Linked DNA regions of Capra hircus: region 1 is linked to region 2. The links are chromatin contacts, called in public Hi-C maps. All regions are on one chromosome and are shown on one strand. Each heading gives the region's core, a stretch centred on a gene start, on an enhancer-like site or on the middle of the called end of the contact. The rest is flanking DNA. Distances are from core to core; before and after follow the strand shown. Region 1 has its middle 25 kb from the start of GNE. Region 2 overlaps GNE (bifunctional UDP-N-acetylglucosamine 2-epimerase/N-acetylmannosamine kinase).

What was found. A called contact is a pair of places that touch in the nucleus more often than the background predicts.
Region 1: a contact with region 2 is called in a Hi-C map of liver, with 4 times the contacts expected there. The contact joins two enhancer-like sites. A contact is called at or near these places in 2 of 5 Hi-C or Micro-C datasets (blood and liver).

Annotation. Positions count from the first base shown.
Region 1 is chr8:60,259,882-60,263,288 of ARS1.2, forward strand. No RefSeq gene overlaps it. Among named protein-coding and RNA genes, the nearest start is that of GNE, 25 kb to the left of the region's middle. Within about 2 kb of position 1,455, at least 2 of the 5 cell types and tissues checked have an H3K27ac peak or open chromatin away from gene starts, as enhancers often do.
Region 2 is chr8:60,211,022-60,214,453 of ARS1.2, forward strand. It overlaps GNE (bifunctional UDP-N-acetylglucosamine 2-epimerase/N-acetylmannosamine kinase), which reads right to left. Exons shown (of 12, transcript XM_018052164.1): 2 at 1,048-1,250. Among named protein-coding and RNA genes, the nearest start is that of GNE, 24 kb to the right of the region's middle. Within about 2 kb of position 1,755, at least 1 of the 5 cell types and tissues checked has an H3K27ac peak or open chromatin away from gene starts, as enhancers often do.

The DNA of each region.
Region 1 (3,407 bases), core at 205-2,704, 49 kb after region 2:
GAAGGCACACCCCCTGACACAGGGAGTGAGTGACATTATTAGAAAGGGCCGCTCCCCTGGCCTCCTTCTGGATGGATGTCCACTAAGCAAGGCCATGGTGAGGCCAGTGGATAACCTGGAATCAGAACTTTCTCTGCAGACCAGTTCCTAGGAGCATAACTTTCGGCTAGTGAGTTGCTGAGAAAGGTGCTTGGAGCTCACAGCTTCTGCTGGTTGCCTCCTTTCTCTCTCTCTGGGCATTTGGTCCAAGCAGCCCCTGCGGCTGTTCATTGTGCAGTTCACAAAGTGGACTGAGAGACTGTGAACAAACAGTCACTTGGGACCTCAGAGTTTCCTGCCACATTGCCTTGTGAAGAAATTCTGAGGCCTTTCCTCCAGCATGGCCTCTGGTTCCAGGTTGTACGTAGGCGGGCTCATAACACTCCAGCCCCCAGGGCACGAGCAAGGCCCTCTCTGGAGAGTCAGCCTTGCTGGACCCTGCATGGTCAAAGAGCTGATGGCCTCTGTGTTTAGTGCCCAGGACAGGGCGCGCTCCTGATCACAGTCTTCAAGCGAGTGAGGCAAGTATGAAGGCGTGGCTCCCCCTGCCAAGTTAACGGTGACCTGAGCCACTTCACCCCACACACAGATCCAGGAAGGGTAGCTCATTCTGAACTAGGAGAGTCTTGGGCAGCTGGAGCAGCCTTTTCCTGACACATTTCAGTAAAGGAGTATCAGTGTGGGGGCCCCCCAGCCAGCCCCAAACAGACTCCCTCCTGAAGTCAGCCCCGTCTTCTTAGGGGACACAATTAAATACTTCCAACTCCCAATGTCCCAGGCTTCTCCTGGGAGCTCCAGACCTGGTCATTGCGTTGCCCACTGGACATCTGCCCCGTGTGTGCTCCTCACCAGGAATCTACAGGCCAGGACCGCATCCTTCACACACACACTCTGCTCTCCATCCTCACTTGGCCAAAATCTGCTCCTCCTGCAGGTTCTTCCCTCGGGTGACTGTTCGTTCCCACCAGCCACCCAACTGTTCAAGCCAGGAGCCAGTCTCCATTCTTTCACCCAGGAAACATTCCTTGAACCTCAACTCTGTGCCAGGTTCTGAGCTAGGTCCCAGAGGTAAAGACATGCCTCAGTGCAGGCTCCAGATACTGACAGGCCAGTGGAAACCCCACAAGAACAAGTGCTGACCACACCCCAGGGGAGGGAAATGGTTCATCAAAGGCTATTACAGAAGCAATTAGAGCATCTGATCTGACTCACAGGATAAGGAAAGATCTCCTGATGATACCTGATCTGAGTCATGAGAGGAGAGAGCAGGGGAGGAAGTGCCTTCCAGGCAGAGGAGTCTGCCTGAAAAAATGTAGAGAGAAAGAACACAGTGTGTCTGGGAAACCTTTGGCAGACTGATGCTGTTAGAGGGTAAAATACAAGGGAAAGAGAACTGGAGCTTGGAGGCTGAAATCGCAGTTAGCAGCAGACCAAATGGGGCTTTTGTTGGAGAGGGACTCATGCTGTAAGCTTGGACTTTGACCTGTAGGCAGTGATAGCTGTTTAAGGGTCTGAGGCCATGGGTGGGGATGGGGGTGAAGGGAGTTAGATTGATATTTTGAATGACTCATTTTGGAGGCTGTGGAGGGGTCTGAATATGACTGGCGTGGGGTGCGAAGCTAGAAGAGATCTTAAACAGGCTGGTGATGGAACCTGAACTAGGGGCTATGGAGGAAGGGGAGGAGACAAAGGGAAATTGATGAGATGTCATGGAGGCGGAAGACAGATGGGTAAAGATGACTTCCCTGTTTCTGGCTGTGCCGTTTGGGTGGGTGGTGAGGTCAGCAGTGGAAATAAAGAGGATGCAGAAGGAGACACAAGTTTGAGGGAAACTGGATGAGATCATATTTGGATGTACTGAACTGGAGTACCTATGGGCTGTTCGGGGCAGGGGAGTTCAGGAAGAAGTGTCCAGCAGGCAGCTGGAAAAATGTTGTGTCTGGAAAACCGTAAGCAATTTTATTGCTGTTAGAGGGTAAACTACAAGGCAAGGGGGTCAAGCACTGAGGCTAGAACCAAGCCCAGGGGGCAGAAGCTCTGGGGAGAAGCTGGGATCTGAGATGTGAGCCTCTGGATCAGGAGGACTGAGCAAACAGTTGGATCAGTAGGAGGATATGGTCACTCCAGAGAAAGGGTGCAGAACGAGAAAACCAGAGGGTGAGGAACGCGTTCTAGGGAGCCCTACTAATAGAGCGGCAGGCCAAAAACACAGAGAGCCAGGGGAGAGAGGACACTCAGAGAGAAACAGGAGGGTGGAGCCAGAAGAGCACAGTAATAGACAAGGGCACTTTAAGAAGCGAGGATCCACAAGTGGTGTTAGGAACCATAGCGAAGCCCAGTGAGACTGGAAACTACTCATTCGACTGGAGGTTTAGGAACCACTGGTAAGCTTGGGACTGGTAAGGGCAGCTTTGGCAGATAGTATAGCCCCGATCTCACTGACCTGTGTGGTTGTGGAAGCAGCACAGGAGTCAAGTTCACAGAAATCACACACAGAAATCAGTCTTGATCAACATCAAGAGCACTTAACTTGAGAGCTAAACAAAGCTACGTTTTAGAATACAGCTTAAAAAAGAGAAAGAAAAACTAAAACGGCTGTAAGTTAAATATTAAAAAACCATTTAAACTTTCAGCTCTGTTTTTGCATGGAATAAAGGAAGAGAGGAGTCTCTGGGCTGTAGTGATCCTGTATTATTCTGGGAAACAGGTTTTTTAATATTATGCTCTCTGTTAATAGAAGCAACATTAAAGTACATTTGGATGCTTGTATGCACAGCAATGTTGACATGGCTTTTGTCTGGAACCTGCTTTTGTACAACAGTGCCCCCTGGTGTGAATATTATGCTTCAACACTTTCTCATTATTAGCATGGAGGCAATATTCTGGAAATATTGTTGCTGCTGTCAACTTTAACTTGAAAACAAGTTTAAAGTACAGATGTTTTACATGGGGGAAGTGCTCAACCTGGAGAGCTTAAGTTTTATGTGATGCAACATTGGGAGTATTGATGTGGCTAGTATGGCTCATTTAAGATGATAAAAATTGGGAGTTCCCTGGCAGTCCAGGTGTTAGCTAGGCCCAGATTCAATAGCTAGGCCCAGATTCAATCTCTGGATGGGGAACTAAGATCTTGCAAGCTTCGTGGCCTAAAACACAAAAAACAAAACCCAATGATAAAAATTCATAGTGGGAAGCTGCTGTATAGCGCAGGGAGTTCAGCTCTCTGCTCTGTGAAGACAAAGAGCGGGGGATGGGGGGTAGGAGCAGTGGGAGGGAGGCTCCAGAGGGAGGGAATTTCTGTACATATGTATGTATATGTGTATATAGCTGATTCACTTGTACAGCAGAAGCACAACATTGTAAAGCAA
Region 2 (3,432 bases), core at 505-3,004:
TCTCTTTGAAAGCCCCTCCCCTGCCAGTCTTCTGCCAAACTTTTCTCAAAGAAGTAAAAGAACACACTTAGATTTTTACCTCAGTTTGTAACTAAAACTCTTTTACTTTGTCCAACTTCTGTTCAATAATGTAAGAACACTCAAGCGGATTTTCTTAGATAGCCAAAATTCGTTTCACATTTTAAAAATCTATGAACTTTTAAGCTATCCATAAGTTTCTTCTCTAGTCTTTAAAAGTGTTTTCTTATCGCAAATTGCCAAATTTGTTTTTGGAAGCATGTTTTTGTTTTTGCTGTCATTATCTTATTGTTAAAGGACAGTCTGAAAAAGACCATTTTACCTTAACACAAGCTTCTTTCATATTGTATTTTTTACCTTCTTCAGAGGCTGCATTAATGTTTTCATGCCACAAGGGTGCACTAAAGCCACTTTATTATTAACACATAACAAAATGAATGTTCCATCTTTGGTATATACGTTCTTTCTGTCCCTCAAAGATTTCCCAAGTTTCATCTTTAATATTTAGACTGTGATCAATAACAAACCTAATGTCATCAAAATAAGTATCAATGGTAATGGTAATTCTACTTTATCTTATAGATTAGATTTTTAAAATCTTGTTCAGTGTCTACTACTTTATACAGTTTTTTCATGTAGGATTAGCATTAGAACTCACAAAACAGATTATATAGAATCACATTACAGTCACACAATATACATTTATAAATGGAATTTCTGAATGTAGTAGCAAATAATAGTAATAATAATGGCTATAATTTACCAAGCATCTAATAGGCAGCATCCCTATATAGACATTTTATGTCACTATCTCCATTCCTCACAGTAACCTGCAATACAAGTTTCCACTTCGTTTCATAACTGAGGAACCTGAAGCTCAGAAGTGCTAGGTAACTTCTCCAAGGCCACCTAAAAACTAAGTGGTAGAACTGGCATTTGAAGCTGGGTCCACATGGCTCCAGGACCCAAGTTCTCAGTAGTACACCATGTTGCAATGAAGAATATCATAAGAAAACGCTTTCATCTTACCCATAGTCATCTATCAGGTGAGAGCCAAGTACCACCACATCAAGTTCAAAGAACTCAGGTTCCATTTTAATGCCAAACATGATGGGGGCAAGTTTAGAATAATCGGCACGGTTGCAAGTGGCAACACACACCCGAAGCTTCCGGTTATTCTCTTTCTTCTCCATGATTTGTTTTCTTTTCGAGAGGTTCTGAAAATAGAGTTCCTGAAGTTGCAAAAATGAAAATTAATATCCTGTGATAAGCCACAATGGAAGAAAATATGAAAAGAACGTATGTATGTATAACTGAGTCACTTTGCTGCACAACAGTAATTAACATTATAGTTCAACTATACTTCAATAATAAGACATTACAGAGACAAAAAGTTTATTTATAATCAGAATGATAGATCCAAGATATAAACATAAAATTTTGCAGTCTTAAATCTTTAACCATCATTAAGTATAATGATAAAGGGAGGGACTTTTAAACCTGAACCATTCCTTCAGAATGCCCAATGGCAGCCCCCAAAGTATGTTTCATGACCAGAATCTATCATCCTAATGTAGACAAGTTGGGAAGAATGTTTACATATTTTGAAAGACAAGTAGTCCCCAGCATTGCAGATGTGCATAGTTCTGTTATCAATCCAGACTTGGTGAAGTGCTCCCAGTCCAGATGATCCACTAACAAATGATGTGGCGGAGCAGCGGAGGACCAGCGGAGCAGCGGAGGACCGGCGGAGCCCCAGCCATAGAAACAGCTGAAGCAGGGACCAGGCTGTCTGCCCCAGATAATATTCAAATCCCTCGATCATCAAGTACGCATCACTTCCCCTGTTCTGCCAAGACTTCTTCCTTTTTTGTTTGCATTTAATGGATAAAGTCTTAGAAACATTACAGAATAAAAGCCCAGACACTGCCAGTCCTTTGCTGATTAAATGCACATTAGCAAATTTATGTCTTGTCCTCATTCACTGTCGTAAATTAGCATGAGCAGAGGCTAGAAGTATCATCTGGATTGTGGTGAAACGTTTAAAAGCCATAGCCTCTTTCTGCTTTTATTCATTTTCCCCATCATGGTTTAAGTATAAAGCTCCTGGAGAAGCAAGTGGCAACCCACTCCAGCATTCCTGCCTGGAAGTCCCACAGACAGAGGAGCCCGGTGGACTACAGTCCACCGGGTCAGAAGAGTCAAACACAACTTGGTGACTGAACCACCACCACTGTGAATGAAGGTAGTCGTCAGGGTTAGTTGCAGGGTGTGACTGTTTCTCTTTCTCTTCTTTTTTTTTTGTGAGGGAAAGATAGTTTAAGTTTAATTTTATGGGCTCCTTCCCCCCCTTTTATGGTGATCTAATTGTACTGGTTAAAAGCAACTAATCAGTTCTTTAGAATATGGTCTCTAATCAAGTCTAACTTTTAGCTGGACAAGCTTGATTGAACCAAAATGGGAACATTAAACAAACTCACTAATAACACTGTGATTTAACTGTCAAGTGTAGAATTCTCCCTTTAAGCAAAAGCTTGTGACCATTTTGTATGGTTTGTCTGGAAATTTTTGTAAATCTTATGTTTTAGTAAAATATTGTTTGTTACTTAAAAAAAGAGTAACAAATCAACTCATTTAAAAAGTAATCAAACATCAGCTCTTTATTATTAATTAAAAATTACTTGCCATTCCTCACAATTAATCCCAACATACCAGACTAAAGCAAAAGTTTGGTTGAGAGCCACTGATCTAGTTCAGCTTCCCCACTTAGAGAAAGAGAAAGACAAGCCTTGGGGGAAGAAATTACTTCCCCAAGATTCAAGATCACATCCTATAACAAATGAGTTACTCACTCTCACACTACACACAAAGCACTGTGATTAGTGCTGAGGAAAAGATGAGTAAGATGAAACAAAACCCCCTACCTTCAAGGCCTCATTCACATCCCTAGCCAGTGCCTACAAACTTGACAACTCCAAATGCCTACCAGCTATCTCCTGCCCCACAGGCCCCTCAAAGTCACTGTCCCAAATGGAACTCATTTTCTTTTCCAAACCTGTTCCTCCTTCCTGTTCTCTAACTGCGTTATGAACTCCCATTCATCCAAATGCCTTGACATCCTTGTCTTCTCTGTTCCTCACCCTGTACTTCCTCAGCCCTGTCAATTCTACCTTCTGAGTATCTTTCAAATCTATCTCCTCTCCATCCCCCTCAACCAGGACATCTCCTAGTCCAATACCTGACCTCAGGTCAGAACTATTCTAACAGCTGTCAAAGTGGATTGTTGTTTAGTCTAAGTTGTGTCCGACTCTTTTGTGACCCTATGGACTGTAGCCTGCCAGGCTCCTCTGCCCCTGGGATTCTCCAGGCAAGAATACTGGAGTGGGTTGCCATTTCCTTCTCCAGGCAACCACC